Linked DNA regions of Oryctolagus cuniculus: region 2 is linked to region 1. A link is a contact called in public Micro-C data. All regions are on one chromosome and are shown on one strand. The core of a region is the stretch at or near the end of the contact, and the rest is flanking DNA. Distances in the headings are between cores, read along the strand shown. Region 1 holds the start of CPNE2 (copine 2). Region 2 holds the start of ARL2BP (ARF like GTPase 2 binding protein).

What was found. A called contact is a pair of places that touch in the nucleus more often than the background predicts.
Region 2: a Micro-C map of ear pinna shows a contact between it and region 1, with 6 times the contacts expected there. The contact joins the promoter of ARL2BP here to the promoter of CPNE2 in region 1. A contact is called at or near these places in 2 of 6 Hi-C or Micro-C datasets (ear pinna and psoas muscle).

Annotation. Positions count from the first base shown.
Region 1 is chr18:40,720,867-40,727,522 of mOryCun1.1, reverse strand. It overlaps CPNE2 (copine 2), which reads right to left and starts at 3,161. Exons shown (of 17, transcript XM_051846795.2): 1 at 2,984-3,161. LOC138846395 (a long non-coding RNA gene) reads left to right here and starts at 3,351. Exons shown (of 2, transcript XR_011383872.1): 1 at 3,351-3,847; 2 at 5,358-5,632.
Region 2 is chr18:40,856,207-40,862,862 of mOryCun1.1, reverse strand. It overlaps ARL2BP (ARF like GTPase 2 binding protein), which reads right to left and starts at 3,442. Exons shown (of 6, transcript XM_002711539.5): 1 at 3,067-3,442; 2 at 2,384-2,445; 3 at 189-295. The coding sequence starts at 3,104.

The DNA of each region.
Region 1 (6,656 bases), core at 1,912-4,411:
GGAGTGGGTGATTCTCCCCGGCACATGCTAATCCCACCTTCTCGGGGACACACCCCTTTCCTGAGCGAGCGTCTCCTCTCACTGGCTGCAGCGTCCCCTGCCCAGCACTCAGCACAGGAGGCAGGGACGCCTGCAGGGACCGCAGAGGCCAGGCTCATCATTCTCCCAGGCTCCATCACCCAACATCACAGACTTCATTCAGCAGGAGGCTATGGTGAGGGCGGACACAGTCCTTGCACCAACACTAACTGAGCACCTACGATGTGCCAGACCCTGGTCCACGCACCGGGACAAAGCCGTGAACAAGGGAGAGACCATTCTTGCCCATTCCTGGAGCCGCTGCGTGGTGACTAGAGAGCGGCAAAGGCCCTGAGACAGACAAAGCAAGGGAAGGCAGTGGCGAGCAGGGATCCGGCCAATTAGTCCATCTGCGCCCCCGGGGACGGCCCCCGGCGCGGGTGGACAAGGGTGGTCTCTGCCACCCTGGGAGCAGGGTGGCACCTGCGACCCCGGGCAGGCACTGGACGGTGACAGGTGAGACTTGATGTGATGGTTCCTTCTCCAGCTCCTGCCACGGAAGACCACAGGGTGACCTGGCCTGCTGGCTCCAAGGGGGCGAGCACTGCATTACGCAGCCCCCCACTCTGTGCTGTCGGTAAGGCAGCCAGGGAGACCCCGATGCTGGGCGGGGCCTTCTCAGTAGGGGGCCTTGCCAGGCAATAGTGCTGCAGCCCAGACCAGAATGAGAAGGATCAGAGAGCGTTTTCTTGGTTTTCGTTTTCTCTTCACTCCTTACTGCCCTGCGGCTCCAGCCCAAGGCCCCTGCCCCTGGCACAGCCCAGAAGCCCCCACGTTTGGATTCCCAGGCTCCTCTCGCCAGGGAGGGAGGCGGGAGGAAGAGAAGGCTGGCCAGAGAGAGTCCCAGGAGGGACCCCGAGAGCACTTAGCCACACCAGGCTTCCTAATATTCCCCCGAACGGCGACAATGACACGCGACAGTGGGCTCCCAGTGCCAGCAGTGCTCTGCGCAGAAGCCGTGCCTTTGTCACTCACCTCACAACTCCCTTTAAAGAAACACACAACTGCGGGAAAGGTCTCCAGCCAGAGCACCGGCCCAGTGCACAGCTCTAGAGACTGAGGCTTCCCGGCCACCGCCTTCACACGGCGCCCTGAGCTTTGAGGGGTCCCCGGAAGCACCACCATACCCCATTCTTGCTTCTCACAAAGTGCACCTGCCTCTGCAGAACACCCACCCCCTCCCCAGTGCCCTGGTCCCAGCAGCTAAAATCCCCGGCCCCTGTGGGGAGCGAAGGCCTGCAAACAGGAAGTGGTGGAGGCAGAGAGCCCTGTCCACTTCCTTAGCCCCGGGTCCTTTCCATGGAGAAGGCTGTTAGAATGACCTGTCCTGCCCCAGCCAGTGTGTCCCCTGCCTGGGGGTACTTCCGGAGCCCCCTGCCAACAGAACTGCCATGAAACCTCTCCCCTACGTCTGGATGCAGGCTCCAGGCAGGCAGGGCGTGGTGACCGGCTCGTCTTACAGAGGGTGACCAGGAGGCCCAGACGGGAAGAGGGTCTGAGCCAAGACCCCGCTGCTGGTCAGAAGTCGGTGTTCCTAGCAACGGCTGCAGCTTTCAGAGGTCACACCTGGGGGCTACCTGTACCCCGAACTGCAGTGTCCTCGACCCTAATGGGAGCTGGGGCTGGACGGCCCAGCCAGAGCAGAGGACACGGACTGGGGGCAGGGAGGCACCCTGGGACCCCACCGGCTCCCCTGTGGACAGTGAACAGCTGCCACAGGATCTGGTGGCCCCTTCCCCCGCGGGTGCCAGCCATGATCGCGGGGTCACCCGACCTCCAGGCTCCCACGGAGCCCACGCTGCCTTTTCTGTGGCCCAAGGGGGAGAGAGCTGGATTCTTGGAGTGCTTCTCCCCTGACGCAGCAGCCCCCGCGCAGTCTGCAGGGCTGAAAGGAGGGGAGAGGGGAGACCTTGATGCTGGCCTGGGGGGGGTTCTCAGGAGGAGACCCTGCCTGGCAAGATGCCAACAGCCACTGACGCTGTGGATGCCCAAGAAGCCCACAGCCCTTGGCCATGGCTCACACCCCCAGATGAGCCAACACCAGTGCTGGCAAAATAACTGGCCCCGCGGGGAGTTCTCAAGAGCCCCGGCCCTTTGCCGAACCCCAAATACACTCGGGGCACGGGAGTCAGACGGTAAGAGGAACCTCTAACTGCTGCCCGTGACCTTGGGCAAATCACAGTCCCCCTGGCGTGGTCCCTTACCCAAAAGGAGAGCTTGCCGACTGCGGGGGGCGGGGAGGAGGGAGGAGGGTCGGGAGACCCTTCTGTCTCGGGGAAGGAACCCTCGTAGCCGTCGTCGTCGCCGCCGCCGTCGCCGAGGGGACTGGAAGAAAAGGCCTCGTTCCCTCCCCCTCACCTCACACAGGTGCCAAGACAGCTTTTGCGCAAAAACTAGTTTGCAAACACGCTCCGACTTCTGGGAAGCCGCCCAGTTCCACGCCCCCCTCGGGTTCCCCTTCCCGGGCTGGGAACCCGACCTCCGGCTCTTCCGCGGGGCACGGGCTGGGGCGGGGAGGCGGCTGGGGCTCGGGGCTCGGGGCTCGGGACGCGGAAGGGGCGCGCTGCCAGCCCTCCCGAGCTTCGCGACCGAGGCCGGAGGCTCCTCGAAGAGCCTAGGTTCGGACCCCGGAGGGCGCACCCCGTTCCGGCACCCGGTCGGTCCGCCCTCCCCCCGCCCCGCAGTCCGGGCGGAGGCGGAGCGCCCCCGGGTGGCCGGGGCGGAGCTGAGTCACTCAAATGCCAGAGTCTGGGTGGGCGCGGGTGGCCGGACGCAGGGCGCCGCGGCCCCCCAGGCGGGGCCCAGCCTCTCCTGGACCCGCCAAGGGCGCCGCAAGCCGGGCCCCCGGGCTGAACTAGAGCCCTCGGGCCCCGCCCTCCCCTTGGCCGCTCGGGCCCCCACTCACCGTGTGTCCCGCGGGCGCCGCCGCCCTCACCACGCGGCTGCCGCTGCGCGCGCTCCGAGCCGCCGGGGCATCCCCGGGAGCTCCCTTGCTCGGCCGGGCCCGCGGGCGCGGGACGGGCTCAGGGCCCTGCCCGCGCGGCCATGCCGGCTCGCGTGCGCTCGCAGTCGCTCGGGGTCCGGGGCTCCTCCCGGGCCGGGCGGGCTGGCGGCGGCGGCGGCGGCTCGGGCTCCTCCCTCCGGTCGAGGGGGGGTTGCGGGGCGGGAAGCGGGGAGGCGAGGCGGGCGCTTCCTGAAGGGGCGAGCGCTCTCCCACGAGCGCAGCGGGGGCGCTGTCCCGCCCGGAGCCCAAGGTTCGAGGCCCGAATCGCAGCGCCCGCACGGTGCAGGCTGGGAGTCCGCGGATCGGGACGCCGGGGGTTCGCGCCCTCCCCAGGCCTGCTTCGCCGTGGCGCCTGCCGCCTCCAGTGCCCAGCGCTTTGCTCTCGGGGCTGCACGCGGGAACCGAGGGATGGGCTCAGCCCTGGCCTACGTGGGGTGGGGGGCAGGGCTCCGGATGCCGGCTGGACCCCAGACGCGGGTGGGCGCCCCTCTGCGCCCTCGGGGGACGCGCCGCGGGGCTTGGCCCTGGGCGGTCTTGGGCAGCGCTAGGACCGCGGTGTGTTTGGTCGTTGTTTCTATAGCAAAAGAGCTCACATTTTCTCGCCGCCGGAGACAGGGACGATGACATGATTCTGTGACACGGACGAGCGGACCACAACGGACAGGAACGGGGCCCGGGGCTGGACCACAACGGACAGGAACGGGGCCCGGGGCTGATCGGCGTCTGGGAGCGTCTGGAGCCTCCCTTGGCTCCCCTAGAAGAGGCGTAAGCTCCGGGCGCCCTCGGGCGGGTTCACCACCGGGCGGGCGGCAGACAGCCGAGGGGTGCGGTGCGGCTCACCGGGAGGCCCTCCAGACGGGGAGCCCGTGGGCCGCAGAGGGTTAACGTCTAGCGCTTGTTTGGGTCGTGGGTTTTCCATTCCGGGCAGGTGAGGGTTAAAGTGGGAGCCTCGCCGCATGGGTGAGTCACTGGCACTCTGCAGCCTCGGAGGGGCGGCCACCGAGCACCCCCAGGGCTGCGAGCTGCGATCCCCAGCCTGCCTCTCCTCCATCCAGCCTGCCTTTATGCACGCTCCCCTCTTCCTTCCTCTGAAAGTGTCAGAGCCCTCTGCCCCCCTCCGGAGAAAACCAGCCGAGAACCAGCTCCAGGCTCATTTCCTCCAGGCAGCCTTCCCGGATTTCTTTGCCCTCAAAATCCCTTTCTTCCAACAGGAGAGCCAGTCGCAGGGGTGGACAGTGCTCAGGAGGCTTACGGGAGGCCAGTCTAGGGTCCTGGATAAAAAGTGCAGAAGTTGGAGGTGGGGTGGGACAGAAGACCCAGCTCAGCCCTGGGGCTCAGCCAGGCTTCCTCTAAGAGGCCAGCTGAATGGGCAAGTTGGGCGTGGTGAGGGGAGGGGAATCCTGGATCTCTGGCCAAGGACACAGACGGCAAGGCCGGTCACAGCAGTGCCACTCCTAGGTGTGTCCCCAGGAGGACCCACATGAAGACCTGTGATATGCAGATGTTCACGGGGTGGGATTCCTGGGAGCCCAGGAGTAGGAACAAGGCCATGTCTTTCAGGTTATGAAGTGACAGTTAGGGGTGTGGTATTGGGCCACGGTGCCCCCCGCAGTGCAGGTGAACTGTGCGTGCGGGAGGCTGAGTCAAAGCAGACGGTCCCACACGTGTCATGTGACCACTGGACGGAAGGTCTGGAACTGTCAAGTCCATGGATGGAGAACGCACGTTCGGGGCTGCCTACAAAGGGAGAGGGGTGCTTTGCTAGGGTGACAGGGTTTCTTTGGGGCAGACGGATAAAAATGCTCTCAAGGTGTGTGTAGTGGAGGTTAAAATGCCACCCAGGACACCCTCGGCCCATGCCGGAGTGCCTGCTGGTGCGCACCCTAGGAGGCTGCGGGCGAGGGCTCAGGTGACTGGGTCCCTGCCACCCAAGTGGGAGATCCGGGTTGAGTTCCTGGCTCCAGGCTTCAGCCCTCGCCCAATACCCCCCAGCTGTTGTAGGCTTTGGGCAGTGAGACTGTGGATGGAAGTCATCTCTCTCTCTCTCTCTCTCTCTCTCTCTCTCTCAGTAATATAAATGAGTAAGTAATTGTTTAAGATTTTCTCAGGTTAGGGTACGGTGATGTGCAACTGTAGATGCACTGAAAAAAAAAACTTCAACACTGAGAAGGGGTGAATCTCATGGTCCATGAATTATGTCTCAATAACGGGACGTTTAAAAAAGGTCGGAGGGCGGGCATCCGGCTCCTGCTGATGTGCCTGTGTCCCCTAACAGTGCAGGGTGCAAGGCCCGACTCCAGTCCAGTTCCGGCTTCCTGCGGATGCGCGCCCTGCAAGGCGGCACGGATGGCTCAAGTCCTTGGGTCTCTGTCACCACTCAGGGAGACGCTGGAGGACTGCCAGGCTGCCAGCTTCGGCCTCCTGCGCCCCCTGCTGGCTGTTGTGGGCATTTGAGGAGTGAACGGAGGGTGGGATCTCTCTCCCTCTCCACCCCCACCCCACTCTCAAACTCGCAAGTAAATTAATAAATTCACTTAAAAAAAAAAAAAAGGAAAGGCCAGGGTGCAGGAGCTGTCAGGGGTCAGCGGATGAAGATAAATCGTGCATTGGTTCTGGACACTCGCCTCCATGCACACGCTACACAGACCAGCAAAGACCTGCGTGTGCAGTGGGAAGGCCGGCTCCCCTACATAGACCCATAGGGAAGTGTGCATGTGTGCCAGCGCCTGTCACCTGGGGGCTGCTTTTCAGAGCCCAGGCCGCTTGGACAAACGGATCCGAGTAACGTGGGATTGCAGTATGCCGGTCGGTGTGAAGGGAGGAGCGCCACCTGCTGGCCAGCACCTGGCCGGGGGGGGGGCCTCTGCTGGGCCTGAGAAGGGAGGGCGAGGGCGACCCGGTACCCGTGCTGCGTCGCAGTGGCGGGGGTCACCGGGTCCGGCCAGGGCAGCCCTCGCCCAGGCCTTCTCCTGCAGCGGTGGTCACATGGCGACTGGGGCTGGAACTATCTAGAAGGCTTTCTCCTGCCTGTGAGTGGTCTTCAGAAAGGTCACAGAAATGTGTTCTATGCAGGAGCTATGCGTGGATTGCAACGCAGACTTACCTTTCAACTCCGTCTTCCAAGAGTGTTTGGGAGCGCCTTTGTGTGTCTGAAAGTTGATCCTGGGGGGGTCACTGGGAATGCAGCTGCAAGTTTAGCGGGCGTCTGTCCCTGTGACCATCCCACGTGGCCCTGGGCTCCGAGACTGAGCTCCCCGGGGCCAGCGTTGTGCACGGCGTACCTGCATCCCATATCACAGTGGGAGAGGGAGGAGGACCAGCTCCAGGGCCTCAACCAAAGCAGCCCCCTTAGAATCCCACCTGAGAGCTCTGCCCAATGTGTGCAGGGCGTGTGTCCTCAGGCCTGACCGTGGCTGGGCAGGATGGGGCTGAGGGCAGTGCTCCCATCTTTCCAGGAAGCCCTGACTCCCAGAGCAACACAGGACCCCTTCCTTTTGCTCCCGGATTGGAACCTGAGCCCCACTAAACACTTACTGTGTTCCCTTGGGGCCATCTGTTGCCCTCTCTGGGCCTC
Region 2 (6,656 bases), core at 2,193-4,692, 140 kb before region 1:
GGCAGGTTCCTGGGTTCCAGCACTGAGTGCTGGGAGTGGGTGCAGGGACGAGGTGGTCTCAGCATTCACTCTCACTTTTCAACTGGTGGTGTATTTAAAGTAAAAAGCAAATGTCAACCCCTTTTGATTCCAAATTCAAATTTTAAGGAAACCCTAATCTGGTAGGAAAAGAAAAAAAATCTGCTTACATATTCGTTAAAAATAGGCGTGTAGGTGAGTTTATTCTCTTCAGTGTCTTCGAACTCCTGGTAGTACTTGTCCATGAAATTTCTCTGTAGCAGCTGGAACTCGTCATCTGAAGCACAAGGGGACAGCTAACCTTTCACCAACGACAAAGCCACCCTGCTCTGCGGGCGGAGTCGGCGGTGCTGCGTCCCCACAGCCACTGCACAGGGAGCAAGTGGGTTCTCAGGCAGCTGGTAAAGGGGATCGTGATGCTGAAACAGTCCCAGCCAGACTTCTTAAATTGTGGCAACGTATGCGTAAAATCTGGCCCGAGGCCATGTGGAGAGTACAGCTCCGGGTCCTAAGCCGCTCACACTGCTGGGGGACCGTCACCCCCACCCTCCAGCCCATGTGGAACACCTGTGCACGAGGTGGCGTGGGGACTCTTTCCTGGCACGTTTCTGTGACGAAATGCATTGGGTCTCTCAGTTTAACGCACTGTCAGCAGCAGTCTCCGCGACAGGGCAGTCATTACAAGTACGGGACAGAGGGCAGATGCTGGGCTCACACCTGGCCCAGGCACTCGCCTGGAAGAGGAGGAGGATTTGTAGCAGCTAACTACAGGTAGGGCTGCTGGGTGGAATTCACGTGAGAATTCATGTGAGGAGATTAGTTCATAGGGAACTTGACCCTCTGTTGGGGCACAGAACACTTTAACAATGCAATAGAATATTATTTCTAAAACACCAGGGGAGCTTCGGAAAGGACCCAGACGTCGGGGTGGATATCCAGGGCTTGCAGACGGCTGGCTCATTTCTCCGCAGCATATAGGCTTACTGGCAAGAGAACTATGCGGATTCCCTGAGTTCCCCTGCAATCCTCAGATCTGCATGGAGAGTGTAATGGTGACAGGACATGAACCTTCAATGGACTTAAGCCTCACACAATGACTATCAGACGAAACAGACTCAGCTACTCAGCCAACACCACCAAATAACAGAGTTCTTTCCCTAATTCTCAGGAAACTTAAAAGTCAATAGAGGGGCTGGCGCTATGGCGTAGTGAGTAAAGCCACTGCCTGCAGTGCCGGCATCCCATATGAGCGCCGGTTCGAATCCTGGCTGCTCTGCTTCCAATCCCGCTCTCTGCTATGGCCTGGGAAAGCAGAAGATGGCCCAAGTCTTGGGCCCCTGCGCCCATGTGGGAGACCTGGAAGAAGCTCCTGGCTTCTGGTTTCAGATTGGCCCAGCTCTGGCCGTTGCAGCCATTTGGGGAGTGAACCAGCAGATGGAAGACTCTCTCTCTGCTTCTGCCTCTGCCTCTCTACCCTTCAAATAAATAATCTTAAAAAAAAAAAAATAGAAGACACTAAAAATTTCTCCCTCCTACATGTTTGCTTCCAACCTTTGGGGCCTGTGACTGCTTGTTTGTAACTCAGCAAGAGTTACAGAGGACAAAATGCATGCACAGGGCCGGCGCCGCGGCTCACTAGGCTAATCCTCCGCCTTGCGGCGCCGGCACACCGGGTTCTAGTCCCGGTCGGGGCGCCGGATTCTGTCCTGGTTGCCCCTCTTCCAGGCCAGCTCTCTGCTGTGGCCCGGGAGTGCAGTGGAGGATGGCCCAAGTCCTTGGGCCCTGCACCCCATGGGAGACCAGGATAAGTACCTGGCTCCTGCCATCGGATCAGTGCGGCGGCCACTGGAGGGTGAACCAACAGCAAAAGGAAGACCTTTCTCTCTGTCTCCTCTGTCTCTCTCTCACTGTCCACTCTGCCTGTCAAAAAAAAAAAAAAAAAAAAAATGCATGCACAGACAGGTGCTCAAAACCCAGCAAGATACAGAAGCAGCTCAAGTCTGACACTGTCTACTTCATGGACATGCGTGCTTGTGGCTGGTTACACGCCATTTTTCGGCAGGAATATACTAAACTCCAATGTATCTAAAAACCACCTCGCTCTTACCCTACAGATGACACAGAGCAGGTCCATGTTCGCTGGAGCTTGGCCAAACAATCACTCCCTGCCCCAGTCTCTCCCAGAGGTTGCTGCCAGGTGCAAGGGGCTGTTCGTTTCTAAGGCAAACTGCAGCAAGGCCGACCTCGCGTTACCTTGTCCTACACTACAGAGCACGCAGGGCACGCTTCTTCTAAACACTTCAGTGTCCCGAAAAGCACGGAGCACTAGAGAGAACCCAGGCCAGGCTGTGGCGTGGACGCTTACCCATGATAATGTCCTCTAAATATCCAACCACAGCGTCAAACTCTGCATCGGAGGCGGAGGAGCTGCAAGACAAGGCCTGAATTAGGCGCCGGGTCACACAATCCGTTGTTTAAAAGATGTGTTATTATGGACATTTCCCAACATGCACAAGAGAAACAAAAGAAAAGGCAAAGCAAGCTTCCTGCCACCCAGCGTCAACGAGGGTGACCGATTTCTGTAGAAACCAGCAATTCCAAACACCTGTGACATAAAGTTTAAATGCACGGGTCCGCTCTCAGCACACCTGGCAGGACACCATCAATTACCCAAGGCGCAAACACCGGCAGGCTCCCCGCACCGGCCTGCTGCAGAGTCACTCACCGCATCTTCGCTATCACGCCACGCCTGTCCGCTCTAAGCGTGAACCTGGCGCGGGTGGAGGACTGGGCAGGGAGGGAATTGGGTCAGGGCTCCCCCCGGGGGTGGAGGAGGAGGAGGAGGAGAGCGGGCCTTGGCCGCCCACACCCGCCAGGCTCGGCTGCCCGCTAACGGTGGGACGCCTGGGGATTGTGACAGCGGCTGACACCCACTCCGCACGGCTGTGTCCCGCGGCCGCAGCAGCCGCCTCCACCGATCCCCGAGGTCAGCCCCCTGCAGGGCAGCGGCCCAGCGCCCGCCGCCCGGACCCCAGCGGCGTCACTCACAAGGACAGCGCAAAGCTCTCTTCCTCTAAGGCGTCCATCGCCGTCCTCGCCGCATCCACTACGCCGCCCGCAGCCTGGGCCCAGCCCCCGCTTCGCTCCGCAGAGTCCTCACCCGCATCGAGGGCACAGCGGTCGGCCGGCGGGGAAGAGGCCTCGCCTCCAGGCTGCGACCCGCTCACGACTCAGCCGGGTCAGCACCTGCGAGGGAGACTCGGCCTCAGCTTCCCCGGCGGCGGCCACGCGTCGGCCGGGCTTCTTCGCCCAGTCAGGCCACTCAGCGCGCGCCACCTCCGCCGCCGCTCAAGTCCAGACGTCGGTTATCGACCGCTGCGTCCCGCGCCCCGCCCCCGCTTCCATAGCAACCTGGGCCTCTTCCGCTGTCTCGCGAGCTCTGGCCAATCATAGGAGCGCGTTCCCCGACGTCAGGGGCGGGACAAAAAAGGGAGAGGAAGTCCAGGAATACTGGAGCTTCCCGGGGATGGGTGTTGGGGCTCGGTGTGCAGTGTCTGTAGCTGCTGTCTCACATCGTCTGGGGTTTGTGGGTGACAAAGCCTAGAGCCTCAGTTTCCTCGCTTACAAATTGGGGTTAAAAAGGCCAGTTTAAAGCATATTTTAAAAGCACTGTAAGTTGCTGAGTCGCTTGAGAGTCAGTTCCTTATCTGTTGAACCGGAGTACAGAAATCTGACTTGCCGCACAGCCACACCCCCCTCGTGGAAAGACAGTCACACCGCAAGAAATGCAATTGGGTCATTTACAGCATGAAGATGTCTCAGTGAATGGCCCCTTTGGCTAATTATCCAAGTCAAAAGTTGAACCACGTTGAGTAAATCAGATAAGCCTGCCGCAGGGAAAATCCCCTCCCAAACGGCCAGAGTTTGAAAAAGGATTCCAGCTGATTTGATCGGACCACTAAGCATTAAGAGTCTGCCTGATAGCTTTTGCCCAAAGGTGTGGTCTGTGGCTAGAGGGACCTAGGGTCAGAGAACCAGCCCGAATCAATTAACAGACTTCCGAATGGACATAAAATAATGTCAGGATTTGAAACTTAAGATGGTTACAGAGGGGCTTGCGCCGTGGCTCACTTGGTTGGTCCTCTGCCTGGGGCGCCGGCATCCCATATGGGCACCGGGTTCTAGTCCCGGCTACTCCTCTTCCAGTCCAGCTCTCTGCTGTGTCCGGGGAGGGCAGTGGAGGATGGCCCGAGTGCTTGGGCCCCTGCACCCCATGGGAGGCCAAGAGGAAGCACCTGGCTCCTGGCTTCGGATTGGTGTAGCTCCGGCCGTAGCAGCCATTTGGGGGGTGAACCAACGGAAGGAAGACCTTTCTCTCTGTCTCTCATTGTAACTCTATACCTCTCAAAAAAAAAAATTTTTTTTTAAAGGTGGTTACAGAGACAACTGCATACAATGTAAGATCAAGGTGGAAGACGGCATCTAAAAAAGTGAATAAGGGACAGAGTCCTGTTTGGCCAAACACTGGTCACACAACTCAGAGCAAAGCAGCAGATTTCCCCATGACCTACTTTCTCTACATGCCACACTTATTTCTGGACTAAATGAACTTGCCCACCCTCCCAAAGTCATTGGAGTCTGAGTGGAGGACAAAGGGAACTTGATTTTATATACTCTCTGCTCTAAATGTCTATTGCTGTTAACAAGTCCTCCCAGCTCTAACTTAGGGCTTAGAACAATTATTTCGCTTAATAATCGGCAGATTGGGCAGGGCCTGGCACTTGGCATCAGTTGGTGCAGCTGGAATGGAGCTAGAGGGGGCTCTTCCAAGGAGCTCCTGCAAGCAACAGGCAGATTAGTTTTGGCTCTCGGCTAGGAGCTCAGTTGTGGATGGACCGAGCTCTTCTCCATGTGTCGGTCTTCCTGGGGATGCTTGGGTTTTCTCACACCACGGGGGTTGAGTCCGAGAGCAAATATTTCAAGAGACAGCATGTGGAAGCTGCCAGTCACTTAAAGGTTGGTACTGGAAAACTGGGATGGTGCCACTTGCACCGTATTCTACTGGTGAAGCAGAGCCCACCAGCCCTGATTGAAGGGGAGGAGACGTAAGCCTCATTTCTCGATGGGAAGACAGCGAAAGAATGTGGTGATCTTTTAATCAAGTTTGCCATCTTTGGCTCTAGAGAAAAAGGGGGATAGGTACTCAGTTACTCAGACATGTGCCAGCTAATGTGCTAAGCAATTTTTAAAAATATATTTATTTTATTTATTTGAAAGAGTTAGAGAGAAGCAGAGACAAAGAGAGAGAGGTCTTCCATCCACTGGTTCACTCCCCAGATGGCCGCACCGGCTGGAGCTGCACCGATCCGAAGCCAGGAGCCAGGAGCTTCTTTTGAGTTTGCCACGCGGGTACAGGGGCCCAAGGATTTGGGCCATCTTCCACTGCTTTCCCAGGCCATTAGCAGAGCGCTGGATCAGAAGAGGAGCAGCCGGGACTCGAACTGGCGCCTATATGGGATGCCGGCGCTTCAGACCAGGGCCTTAACCCGCTGCGCCACAGTGCTGGCCCCAACTAAACATAATTTTTAAAAAATTTTGTTTGAAATATTTTAAACCCTGTGAGAGAAAAACAAAAGAAAAACCAAACCCTATGACATGGGTATTCTTTCCATTCTACAGACAGGGAAATCCATACTTAATAAAACCTGGATCTAGTTCCACTCCAAAGGGCTTCTTTTACAACGAGCATCATGCTACACATTTCCTAATCCCTGGGCCTTTAAACAGTCTCGGCAATCAGAACATGTTTTTCTGTTGAGTACAGAGTGATCTTTTTTACTCATTTGTAGAAAGATTTTAAATGGACTTGAACATTAAAGGATGACTTTCCATTAATAACTCTTAAATCCTTTGTGGGTTGACATTAATGATTTTTTTTTAAAGATTTACTTATTTGGGCCGGCGCCGCGGCTCACTAGGCTAATCCTCTGCCTTGCGGCGCCGGCACACCGGGTTCTAGTCCCGGTCGGGGCGCCGGATTCTGTCCCGGTTGCCCCTCTTCCAGGCCAGCTCTCTGCTGTGGCCCGGGAGTGCAGTGGAGGATGGCCCAGGTGCTTGGGCCCTGCACCCCATGGGAGACCAGGAAAAGCACCTGGCTCCTGGCTCCTGCCATCGGATCAGCGCGGTGCGCCGGCCGCAGCGCGCTGACCGCGGCAGCCATTGGAGGGTGAACCAACGGCAAAGGAAGACCTTTCTCTCTGTCTCTCTCTCTCACTGTCCACTCTGCCTGTCAAAAAAAAAAAAAAAAAAAAAAAAAAAAGAAAAAAAAAAGATTTACTTATTTGAAAGGCAGAGGAGAGGGGGAGAGGGGGAGAGGGAGAGAGGGAGAGAGGGAGAGAGAGGGATTGTCCATCTGCTGGTTCCCTCCCACAATAGCCAGGGTTGGGCTGGTTGGAAGACAGGGGCCAGGAGTTTCTTCTGCATCTCCCACGTGGGTGCAGGAGCCCAAGCATTGGGCCATCCTCCACTGCTTTCCCAGGTGCATTAGCAGGGAGCTGGACTGGAAGCGGAGCAGCTGGGACTCGAACCAGCAACCACATGAGATGCCGGTGCAGCAATCAGCAGGTTAACCTGCTAAG